2 separate regions of the Mus musculus genome follow, and region 1 is linked to region 2. The links are chromatin contacts, called in public Hi-C maps. All regions are on one chromosome and are shown on one strand. Each heading gives the region's core, a stretch centred on a gene start, on an enhancer-like site or on the middle of the called end of the contact. The rest is flanking DNA. Distances are from core to core; before and after follow the strand shown. Region 1 has its middle 24 kb from the start of Gm36834. Region 2 overlaps Rad51b (RAD51 paralog B).

What was found. Hi-C and Micro-C count contacts between places; a contact is called where the count stands out from the background.
Region 1: a contact with region 2 is called in a Hi-C map of uterus, with 2.7 times the contacts expected there. The contact joins two enhancer-like sites. A contact is called at or near these places in 3 of 484 Hi-C or Micro-C datasets (bone marrow-derived macrophages and uterus) and 1 of 115 datasets of contacts at active chromatin or transcription factors (oligodendrocyte precursor cells).

Annotation. Positions count from the first base shown.
Region 1 is chr12:79,992,770-79,998,337 of GRCm38.p6, forward strand. No RefSeq gene overlaps it. Among named protein-coding and RNA genes, the nearest start is that of Gm36834, 24 kb to the right of the region's middle. Within about 2 kb of position 2,127, at least 61 of the 459 cell types and tissues checked have an H3K27ac peak or open chromatin away from gene starts, as enhancers often do. A contact at or near this core is called in uterus, where this site is marked.
Region 2 is chr12:79,670,826-79,677,030 of GRCm38.p6, forward strand. The region is part of intron 8 of Rad51b (RAD51 paralog B); the gene reads left to right. Among named protein-coding and RNA genes, the nearest start is that of Gm36048, 130 kb to the right of the region's middle. Within about 2 kb of position 4,731, at least 100 of the 459 cell types and tissues checked have an H3K27ac peak or open chromatin away from gene starts, as enhancers often do. A contact at or near this core is called in uterus, where this site is marked.

The sequences.
Region 1 (5,568 bases), core at 877-3,376, 320 kb after region 2:
CTTCTCCTTCTCTTTCTTCTACCTGAGCCAAAGCTTATCTATCCTATGTCCCACCCTGGAGAGAGTCAACTTGTTATCTTCCCAAAGGACAACTGCCTTCTCCCATGGTCCTAGGCTCTAATGAACTCCTAAGACCTGGCCCTGGTCTTTCTGAGAAGTACCAGACACCATGACAGAAGAGAGAGGGTCTGGCCAAGTCAACTGGTAGCTCCCTGGGCTACTGAGAATAGACACATCCCCACTCTCCTGGTGCTTCTGCGGCCCTTTTCGGATGTACCTAAACTAAAACTCTAGGCCCAGGAAGTCAGGCCACACCAGTGAGTGCCCCCAGGACTATTATGGGATATGGCATGGGGCTTCATCTGGGTGACAAAGGCCTCCTTTTGTGAATATGGCCAGTTGATGAATTCCAGAAAAGTCAAGGGTCCACAATATCAAGGATGAGAAAGCTTGCATGAAAAAGCTTGGTTTCCTCCTTGGATCTCATCTCTAGGGCACAGGTATCAGCATTTAGCATCATAGCACAGCCTCTCTACAAGGAGGAGGGGAAGAGCTCAGCTCTGTTTACAGAAGCGAATCTCCCGGTTCAGGGATCTACCTGGAGATTCTACTCAAGCTTTGTCCCTCCTTCCAGTGCACCTCATCAAACCATCGCCACCACTACCGCCACCTCTGCCACACACTCTGCACTTACTTGACAAAGGAACTGGCTTTGTTCTTTGATATTTCTTCTTTACCATGTCACTGTGAAATAAACACCATTATCCCCACACCCCTGATGGAGAATCTAAGACCCAGAGAAGTCACTAGCTTGGATAAAACTGTATAAAGCTTTAGAAAAAGAGTGTGTGCAGTGCCCAGGCAGCCACTTCCTGCACTGCACAACTGCTCTGGAGAAAGGCAAGAGACAGAAAAGGTGTGAGAATCTCCCCTGCAAAACAGGTCACCAAACCCAGAAGAGTGCGGAACAGTAGGGGACAGAGTAGGCAGGAAACCCCCCACAGAACCATCTGGGGACACACAGGGGATCTACTTTCCTCCGGGCCAGCCAGTTCTAGTGGAAAAACAACCTTCCAGCCTGGGGAGCCTGGCTGGGCCACCTTCTGGTCTGTCTTCCTTCAGATCTAGTTCTCTCCCCTCTGGGGCCAGGGCTTGGGGGAAGGCTCTGTGAGGCTCAAGTCTTCATCTGGCTCCCTTGAAGCCAAGCAAAGAAAAATAGCCCTTTGCCAAGATCTTTCATCCCGGCCATTTACTCTCACAGATGTTTTCTGCAATATAAACAAGAAACAAGGAATGTTGGGGAGGAAAGGAGTGTGGGAGGGGGCAGAGAAGAAGGAGTGAACTGAGAGCTTTGAAATCTGCCCTTGCAGAGAGCAGGAAGCAGAACCCCAGCAGGGTCCCTCCTGCCCTGTTGAGTGTGGGCAGTCTCAGGATCACTGTAACAGGACAAGCAGACCATTACTGCTCTGATAGGAGGTTCTGGAGAAGGCCAGCCATCACAGGCCACCCCCTCCCCCATGCCTGGGAACTACTGCGGTCTCTGAGATAAAGCGAAGTCAAGGAAATACAGCCAGGCTGAAGCCTGACCCCACCCCAGCCCCCCACTTAGCACTCCTAAAGCTGGCATGGTTCAGGGGGACCTCGAAGAACTGTGAACATGGGCAAAGGGGCGTGGCCCACACAGTGGGCATTACTAGGCTTTGGTTGTACCACAGGAAAGGGACTGTTGGGCTGGAGGAAGCTGGAAGAACACAAGCTATAGTGAGTCAGGAAATAAACCCAGGAAGCCAAATGTCTCCAAATTCAATGTTTCCCGATTTTCCTGTTGAAGTCACAAGCTTTGAAACTAACAAACCTTGGGCTGAATACTCAGATGCCTATGGGAACCAGCAGAAGCCCAAAACACAACATATAGGGGACCTAGAGATAAGCCATGACTCAGTTTCTGTTGGATTCTTTAAAGAGAGCCCAGAGATCCGTAGTTTCCCGTAAAAATCTCCTGCTTTATTTTAACAATATTTGCAATCACTAAGACAAAGACACGCCGTCGGCCACATGAGTGGAGCCCGTGGGCAGCTCTAGTTTGTAAATCACAAACAGTTGCCCAATGTTGTCGTCAGTCAGCTGAATAAATGCTAACATGTTTACTCTTCCTGCTTCTGACTTCACAAAGGGATTAGTGACAAGGTTGAAAGCCTAAACAGCAAGCTTTTATTGGGCGTCTGTCTAGTCTTTCTTTAAAATGGAGATAAAAATTCAGGTGGGTCCAGAACAGAACCTTTGTCCCAGACCTCTAGCATGTGTTTATGTCTCTGGTTGGAAGGCAGGAACCTACCGTGATGGGATTGACTGTGTGGCACAGAATGTCCAGGGGAAAGAGACACCAGGTTTCTCTGAAGAGGCCTTGTGGGGCTGAAACCATGGGGAAGGGAAAGGAATGGCCACTCCTTGCAGTGGTTTCTGAAGCTGGCAGGCTATTCATTGAACTTAGGACAAGGAGCCCAAGAGACCATCCTTTAGAGCATCCAAGGGGATGTTAGTGTGGGGGGGGGGGGTTGCACAAGCATTGTCGGAGGCTACTGAAGCAGTGCATCCATTCAGGAACTGCCCCCAAATGCCAACTTTTTCCAGCAACTTTAAAGGAAAGAAGTGCACATATTTCACATAAAGGCCTGAGTGAGTATCTGATACCCAAGATTTCACAGACATGGCTATCACTTTGAGCTCTGTGAATGCATGGAAAGAGTGGCGATTATGACTTGGCCCCAGGATTCCCAGATATCCATTCATACATTCCTTACAACATGCTGCATGGTAGTCATCATTATTCCCACAGCACAGCACAGGAAACAGACTAGTACAAAGGCTCTCTGGGACAGAAGCCCTTCAGCCACTCCTGGGAGTTGATGATGCTTGATGCAAATTACCTGTCTGGGGTTTCAGGAAAAAAGGTGTGCCACACCCAGGTCTGCCTGAACACCCAGGATCTTCCTCTATGCTGGGGAAATCTGCATTTTCAAAGATTCCCCCCAAAGTCTCTTGAAGAGAAATGCCCGTCTTGGAGTGCCAGAGATCCAAGCACTAAAGACTAGTTACTGGATGTGGTCCACCACCGCCCCCTCACCAAAGCTGATGAGCAGTAGTGTGAAGGAGATACAGAAAGCAAGCATCAGCCGTGCATTGGATATGTCGAGTCCACAGGGATTCTTTAGGCTCATGGACCTCCTGTTCATGTGATGATACTGTTTCCTCTCTAACAGTTTATGTCTCCAATACCTCTAACACAGCCAGAGTCATGTCACCACATGCTGTTCTACTAGCCACAGAATATGATCCAGTCACCCTGCCTTTAACTGACACCCACTGGTGCTTTCTTTATGGCCCTCATAGGCAAAGCCCTCCTGTATCAACACTTTTCAGATACCCAAAGACCTCACTCTTACCCTTCATATTCATCACATTTGCTCTCTTCATATGTTCTCCATGTGACCTTCTCTTACCTCGTCCATACCTCATCCCAAGTGCCATCCCATTTCTATTTTGCTTCTCCATTAAAAAATGAGGCAGAGGCTAGAGAGATGGCTCAGGAAAGGGCTTACCTCACAAGCACAAGGACCTAAGTTCAGATCTGCAATAGCCACATAAAAAGCTGGATGTGGTGATCTGTGTGTAACCCTAGCAAGGTAAAGAAGAAACTTAGATCCCTGGAGCTTGCTGAGCAATCAGCTTAATCCAATCATAGAGCTCTGGGTTTGGAGATAAACCCTGTCTCAGCAAATAGGATGGAATTGAGGAAAGGATATCAGCATCAATATCCTGCCTCCACATGAGTGCACATGAACACACACACACAAACACACACACACAAACACACACACACACACAAACACACACACACACACAAACACACACGCACACAAACACTCTAGATAGGACAGACCAATAAAGAATCCAGTAAACACACAGACTCACACATACACACACACACACACATACACACATACACACACACATACACACATACACACACTAGATAGGACAGACCAATAAAGAATCTATTAAACACACACACAAAACACAAACAAAAAACTCATGAACACACATACACAAATACTCTAGACAGGACAAACCAATAAAGAATCCAGTAAACACACAAACACACAAAACACACAAAAAACACATGAACACACACAAAACACAATAAGAAAATCATACCTTCCTTATCCAGCAGTTCCTCAGTTAATGTCGTCTAAGACTTCTCTTCTATGAATGTCACCTAAGAGCACACCAGTTTTTGTGATAGTCATACACATTGACTCACATCAAGATTGCTCTCTAAGAGCCAGCACACCCCCATACCTGAACATGGAGATTTCATTTGTTTCAGCCTCAGTGTTCCAGATGTACACTTCATCCCTTGGATTCATTGTGACTCCTTTGGCCATTCTTAGCCCACATTATGAGACCTCTGAGGATCCCAGCTCTGTTACACAACGTTTCAGCTACTGTGAGCAACAAGTAAGCAAGCCTAGCCCCTGACTAGTCTTCCCCAGCTTGGGTGAAAGGTCACAGAGAAAGGCTATGAGAGGGCTCAGGGATACTACTGGATCCCTGTCTAGGCTGACACGGCATGTATCAACAGCCTTGAGGCCAGTCTTGTAGCACCTCCCCAGCCACTCTGCTTATGTGATCTTCCAGATGGCTCTGTCCTCGTCTAATGACTTCTGTGATGCCTTGGGGGCTCCAGCTGAAGGGTTCGAGCCAGAATCTGATAAAGGGCAACTGGCAGGTTATTTATTTCTTTTCTTGGTGTATATATACTGACTCCTAACAATTAGCATTCTCTCTTATAGTCTTTAGAAACCATCCCTTTGCCTCTTAAAGAATTCCCATGAACCCCCCAAAGTAAGAACATTCACCCAGTAGGTTTGTTCATCTGTTATTTGAACACATTCATTTACCCTTAGTTCCTTTCTCCATCAACCCACCATGACGCCAGGAGACTGGTATCGTGGACAGGGCTTCAGTTGTGTTCATCCAGTAGGAGACGCCAACAAGAGACACAGCATGAACCAACGTCAGAAGCTTCATTCCCTTGTTTCCACTCTACTGGGCTATTTGCTGCTTGCCTGTGTGCCTTGGCTGTTCCCTCCACCTAATGCCACTGTCTCTAGAGTGGCACTCTCCTGCAGACCCTTTCTCTCAATACTGTCTGCCTTGCCCCAGGGCTCCCCACCCTTGCCAGCCCTGGGAGACCTCATCTTGCCTTGTTGGTATCTCTTACCTTGTGAGTAACTTATGAGTAAGCCCATAACTTGTGAGTAGCCCTATTTCTAAGTAATTTTCCACCTCCCTGTTGGAGTGTGCCATCTCTCTCCTGCTGGGACGAAGACTAATTTGCTTATATCAGGAGCCAAGCTTCCCAAACACAAGCTCAGCAAGGCTCAGGGGTGGAGGGGGCTGTGGCGGGGTTGATGAGAACACAGTAGGGCTTAAGTGCAGAGGATCTGTGATCTCAATGACCAGAGTTGAAGGCAATCTCTACCACTGTCTAGACAGGGCTATTTA
Region 2 (6,205 bases), core at 3,481-5,980:
CCAGGGAGTGGAATGTGATGGTTTATATATTCTTGGACCAGGGAATGGCACCATCTGGAGGTGTGGCCTGGTTGGAATAGGTGTGACCTGGTTGGAGTAGGTGTGTCACTGTGGGTGTGGGCTTAAGACTCTCACCCCAGTTGCCTGGAAGTCAGTCTTCCACTAATAACCTTTGGATGAAGACATAGAACTCTTAGCTCTGCCTGTGCCATGCCTGCCTGGATACTGCCATGCTCCCACCTTGATGATAATGGACTGAACCTCTGAACCTGTAAGCCAGCCCCAATTAAATGTTGGTTTTTATTAAAAAAAAAAAAAGACTATTCCAGTCTTTTATCCTCATCCTCTGTACATTTACCATCTGTGAGTCTCTGTGTTGATTGCCATCTACTACAAAAAGAAGCTTCTGTGATGAGGGTTGAGAGGTCCACTAATCTATTGGTATAAAGATAAGAACTTGGGGGCAGTGTATTTAGTATGTCCGTTTGGTAGAATAATGAATGGAATCAAGTTCCACCCTAGGGCCTATGATCTAGCTGGCCACAGGGTTTTGACTAGAGTTATCTGAAAAAGAGAAAACATTGACTAAGAAAATGCCTCCATAAGATCCTGCTGTAAGGCATTTTCTTCATTAGTGATTGATTGGGATATGGGGAGAGGCACAAGCCCATTGTAGGCAGTGCCATCCCAAGCTGGGTAAGATCCTGATGTAAGGCATTTTCTTAATTAGAGATTGATTGGGGTATGGAGAGAGGGACAAGCCCATTGTAGGCAGTGCCATCCCAAGCTGGTGGTCCTGTGTTCCATAAGAAAGCAGGATTGGCAAGTCATAAGGAGTAAAGCTGTAAATGTCTGCATTTTCCATGGTGTCTGCATCAGCTCCTGCCTCCAGCATCCTGCCCAGTTCAAGTTACTGTCCTGGCTTCCTTCAATAATTAACAGTGATGTGGACGTATCAGCCAAATAAACCCTTTCCTCCCCAAGTTGCTTTTGGTCATAGTGTTTCATCACAGCAACAGGAACCCTAACTAAGACACCCAGTTTATGGTACCAGGCACAAGCTTTGTCTTGTAGCGCAGGCTTTAAATCTAATCAGATAGTGACTAGTTACTCCCATAACATGCACTCTCTTGTCAAGGCATCCTATTGTAGCCCACAGAGGTCACAGCTGTGTAGGACAATTGATTCCTTTTCTCCCTTGGTAACTTAAGAGGACCTTTCAGCACTAAGAAATCTAGTTGATGGTGTCAGATAGGAGTGGGGATGACGTCCAGGTTGGTACCAGTTTGATTTGTCTATGTCCTGTGACTCAGGTATGTAGTATCTTCAGCAGTAGGATCTTACCATCAAGTTCCACTGGGTAACCAAGAGCTATGACAATAGCCATTTTTGATGGGGGTGGTGTTTCTATTGAGTCACACTGACCAACTAGAAAGGAGGTCATTCATACCTGCCACTGGGCTTATTATGATAGCCTGTGGTGTCTGGAAGACACGTTGTCTTCTTCCCGCCCCAGTCAGGGGGCATTTTAGAGTATCCCCCTGACCCTCCTTTCCCTTGGCCACACTAAGTGACACCTGTTGGCCTTTTCAGCGTGTTTGTAGGGTTGTGTTCCATCTTTACAAAGCAAGGTGCTATATTCTCCTCTGAGCCTCAGGCAGGCTTCTCTCTTCATCCTATGATGAGTAGAGCAAGCACAGGCTGGGCCACCCCTCTGCAGGCATCTGGCACCTTCCTTGTCATTTTTTTATGCTGGTTGTCTTTGCATTTTGAATCTATAAGCCATAAATATTTAGCATATTTTCTGTAAAGCATAGTACAAACAACCGTTCAATTAAGTTATATAAAACACATTAGAAATAGGACATTTGAAAATGAAACAGGTTCTACCATTCATCTCATTGAGTGGGATGTGTATGTCTGGCACTGGGTCTAATTCCAAATTCTCTCATTTCTCTTTAGAGAATTCTTTACAACCTCAAGAAAAGTGAGGCTGTACCCTCAAATCCATCTGTCTGTCTGTCTATCTATCTATCACCTATTTATTTTTGAGGTGTGCATGCCACAGCATGTGTGTGATCAGAGGACATTTTCTGGAGTTGGTTATCTTCTTCCACCATGGTGGATTGCAGGGCTCAAAGACAGATCATTGTACAAGGTATCAGACACCTTTACCCACTGCGTCATCTCATTGACCTTTGACCGCAAATTTGAGCATTGGCTCCATCTTTTCAATTGCTTGTTCATTAATCCACCCCTTCATTTAGTGTAGAGCATCTATAATATAAAAACCTTACTGGTTGCTCAGAGAATAGAAAGACCAGTTTCAGCCTTGGCCCCACGAGAATATAAAGGCCAATTCTACTGCTCAGCTTCTCTGTTTGGAGCCTTAGAATTTCTACATGCCATAATGAAGTTCAACTTTATGTCTGAGTTGGCCGGGTGTTATGCTATAGTTGATTAATAAAAGATATAGAGAATGACCTGAGTTTATACACATACACATACAACAATTGTGTTATGTTGTACAGCAACTAATGAGTTGTCAAGAATAAGTTGTCAAGTCCAGTAGTAGGATCAGCAGGTAATTCACTTGCTACCAAACCTTAACAACCTGAGTTCGATTCCCAGGACCCACCTGAGGACAAGGAGAGAACCGAGTTGTTCTATGACCTCGACATGCATGTCTGGCATGTATTCACCAATAAGTAAATAAGTAAATGCTATTAAGGGAGAAATGGAGGTCAGTCAGTCTCCATGGTGATGGCAAGGGCCACCATCACAGGATAGCTGAACAAAACTAAGACAGTTCCTTGACTAGTATTTTAATTCAACATGTATGCAGTACCCTGGATCTCATCTGATAGACTGACTGACTGCCTTTGTCCCTGGTCACATCCACTGGTAGCTCAGATTGAGTACCATGCTTCACCAAGAAGTCACCAGCCTGGCCAAGGTAGCTCAGTGTGGCTTACACCTGAGTTGGTCAACTCTTTTTTTTCTTGGGTAGCTTTTTAATGAGAACCAAATCAGATAAACTATTGCTTAGTTCCTAGGCTCACTACAGACGCAATCAATCAATCAATCAATCAATCAATCAATCACATCCTGGTGTAGTGTTATGTCAGGGAACCTGGCTTTTCTATGCTGGTCATCTGGTTCTCATGCCCCTTGGGGCTGGAGTTTGGAGTAATTATTGAAGCAGTCTTGAGAAAGCTTTAACCCTTGAAACTATAGCTGGTTATCAGCAGGCATAATGAAAACCAACTTTTAGCCAGGGTCTCACTACCAATGGCAGTTTAAGATAACTGTCAAAATCATAATTTATCTCCCACTCCTCTCCAAGAAGTAGGAAACTATAATTCACAGATCATTTCTGCTGTTAGAAGCAACTTGTGCCCTCAAATTAAGTTAGTCACCTTCCTTTTCTGGTTGCTCATCTGCTACCTGGGTGAAATGCTCAAAAGAAACCCCACCTGGTTGGCTGTTTCAGATTTTTCAAGAAATGATTCCCTCTATGATGCTATGCTTCTTAGTTGAGTTTGGTGTAATTATTCATCCTCCATATTAATAAGTATGAGTCGAAGCTGAACAATCAAGAGAAGACATCTAAAATTAGCCCTGGCCTTTGATCAACTCATATTAAAAACCATAATAGGAATAGAGAGAGTGTAGTCTTAGCCCTTGGCCTACTGGCAAGCATTCTTACAATGGTGAGTGTACCTGAAGTTTGTGACAAGTGTGTACTGGGGACATCTTTGTCAACATACGTTGGTAACACACTGCTTTGGGAAGGTATGCTTCTATGGCTGTAGTCAGATTGCATTGGGAGCTGTCTGGGAGACAAAGAGGTAAGAAAAAAAAAAAAAAGGTGTATGGACCCCAAGGGACAGGTGATGGTATACCAGGCTGTGAGTTCCACCTTCAGGGCAGGAATCTAGAAGAGTGCAGAGACTCATGAGAAAAGAGATGATCCTGTTGGCCAGTCACTCTTGCTCCAACTACGTGTGGCTAGGAAAGGAAACCAGCTCCCTTGGATTGGATGAAAAATATTGATTTTTTTTCCCCTAACTGGAATTTGACAGGGTCAGTTCATGTCTGGGTTTTCAGCACTTAAAACAGGGCTCTTTTGTCTTGGGAGGCGGCTGGACTGGTTTCTCCTCCAGGCAGGTGCACAGAGGGCGGTTATTGTAGCCTGAAACACAAACACCGAGCCCCTGCACCCTGATCCACACACTCTCCAGCATGGCTCAAGGAAGTAAAATGAACAATGACTCTTGCAACAGGCAAGCACTGTAAATGCCACTCCTGAATGAAATATTTCTTAAAACTTGGTATCCGTAACTTGATCGGCTCTTAAAACTTAATTATATGTCAGGGGAAAGGAAGCCATTGGCTCCTCCAGCTGTCCAGGTTGAACAAGAGCGCACAATGGACCATATCCGATTCGCAGCCATACTTAGGTAATCAGATTAATATCTCTTGAATTGAATTTACCCTTTTGATACGGACTCTTTCAGCTGGCTTGTTTCACATCTCAAATTTTGACAAAGCCTCACGGCCTTTGAGTAGGTACCCTGAAATCTATATGCGGGAAGCCTGTGTTCTTTGGAGCAGTTTTTGGGACATGCACCAATTAAATCTGTTTCTGGCACGCTTTTAATGGCATACTTTCCCCCGAGTCAACAACCGCTCCAAAATCTGAGGTCATTTGTTTAATTTAAAAGCAAAGGTTATGGAACAACCACTGCAGGCTTCACAAGCCAAGTCCCCGTGGCTTTGAAAGGAGGGATGAGGAAGGGGAAGGCTACATAAACTAGGATACTTATACACAAAATAAGTTAAGTACTGTGTCTCTGTCAAGTGAGTATCAAACAGGGCTAGTCCACGCCCGCCCTGTCAACCTCCTTTCCCTTTCTTTTCCAACCAATCCCAGAGCTCTCTTACTCCAGAGGGAGTTCCACACAGTTACTGTTGATCTTGTAGGACAAACATCTGGACTGGATTTTTGTCAGCTGGAGACGAGAGAGAACTGTAAATGATGCTGTGACTTTTTTTCATCCTTATTAAATTTATTTATAGCCAGTCTGAAGCCAGGAAGCCTGCCCGGGCCCTTGATTGGATGTTCTCGAGGAACTCGGGGCAGATGGCATTTTCCCCTTGTTTTCTAAATAGTATCGAAGATAGCCTTACATAATTCCCAGCTCGGCCTTGTTTGTTTGTTACCACAGAGGACACACCATTGGGACATTTTGTGTGTCAGAACACTTCCACTGTGTTAGCTTATCCAGCCTGCCTTCCTTTCTGTCAGGGGGAGAAGGAAGTGTGCCTGGTACAGCGTTTGACAAACTGCACTGATAGAAAGTCTGTGTCTGGTTTGAGACGTGAACCAGTGTCCTGGGGCGTTTCTTTGCCAGAGAAACTCAAGTTGGGTCCCATTCTATCTTTTCCACCTAACAAACCTTCAAATCTTAAGGCTGCCACGTCAAACAAAAACAAACAAACAAACAAACAAACAAACGCCCATTCATTTTCTCATTACTGAAGATAATACAAGGCTCTACAAGAGATATTTCCAAATACTTTACTCTGCCCTTAGACCATATTACATAACAGTGTCTTAGGGGTTATGTAACTATTTAAGAAACAAGGCTTCCGACTTAGTCAAATGAAGATTTCTTGTGGGCCCTTCCCGGTACGATGACTTGCGATTATCCCTTGATTTTTCTTTCACTGGCATTTGTAACTGCATTGTTTATGTGCTTTGTTTTGTTAAGGCTTGGGAATGAAGCCTGCTACCCACAGACATTTTCTTCTCCAGAGTAGACTGTTCAGCTTCCTGCCACCCAAGTCAGCCATCCTCTGAACCACGGAGCCTAATATTGCCCATCTTGCTAAGGGTTAATCTCTGGTATGAAATTGAATGGAAACCAAATGCACTCTTATTGGAAAAGCAGCCACGGAGGCCCATTCACAGGCAGTCCTCAGAGGGAAGACTCTTAGGAAACAAGGGGTCTGCAGCAGTTTCTCAGTCTCCACTTTTTGTGAGGTTCCTGTGTCACCAGTAGATAGGTGTTCTTAGAAACGTCAGCAGATTCTTCCAAGAGTTATCTTGGTTGTGGAATAGGGAAGCCATTCTTAGAGCAAAACTCAGGTTGGCCCTGTGTCCGTTGGTCTGATGGAAAGCTTCATCAAGTGAGGGTGT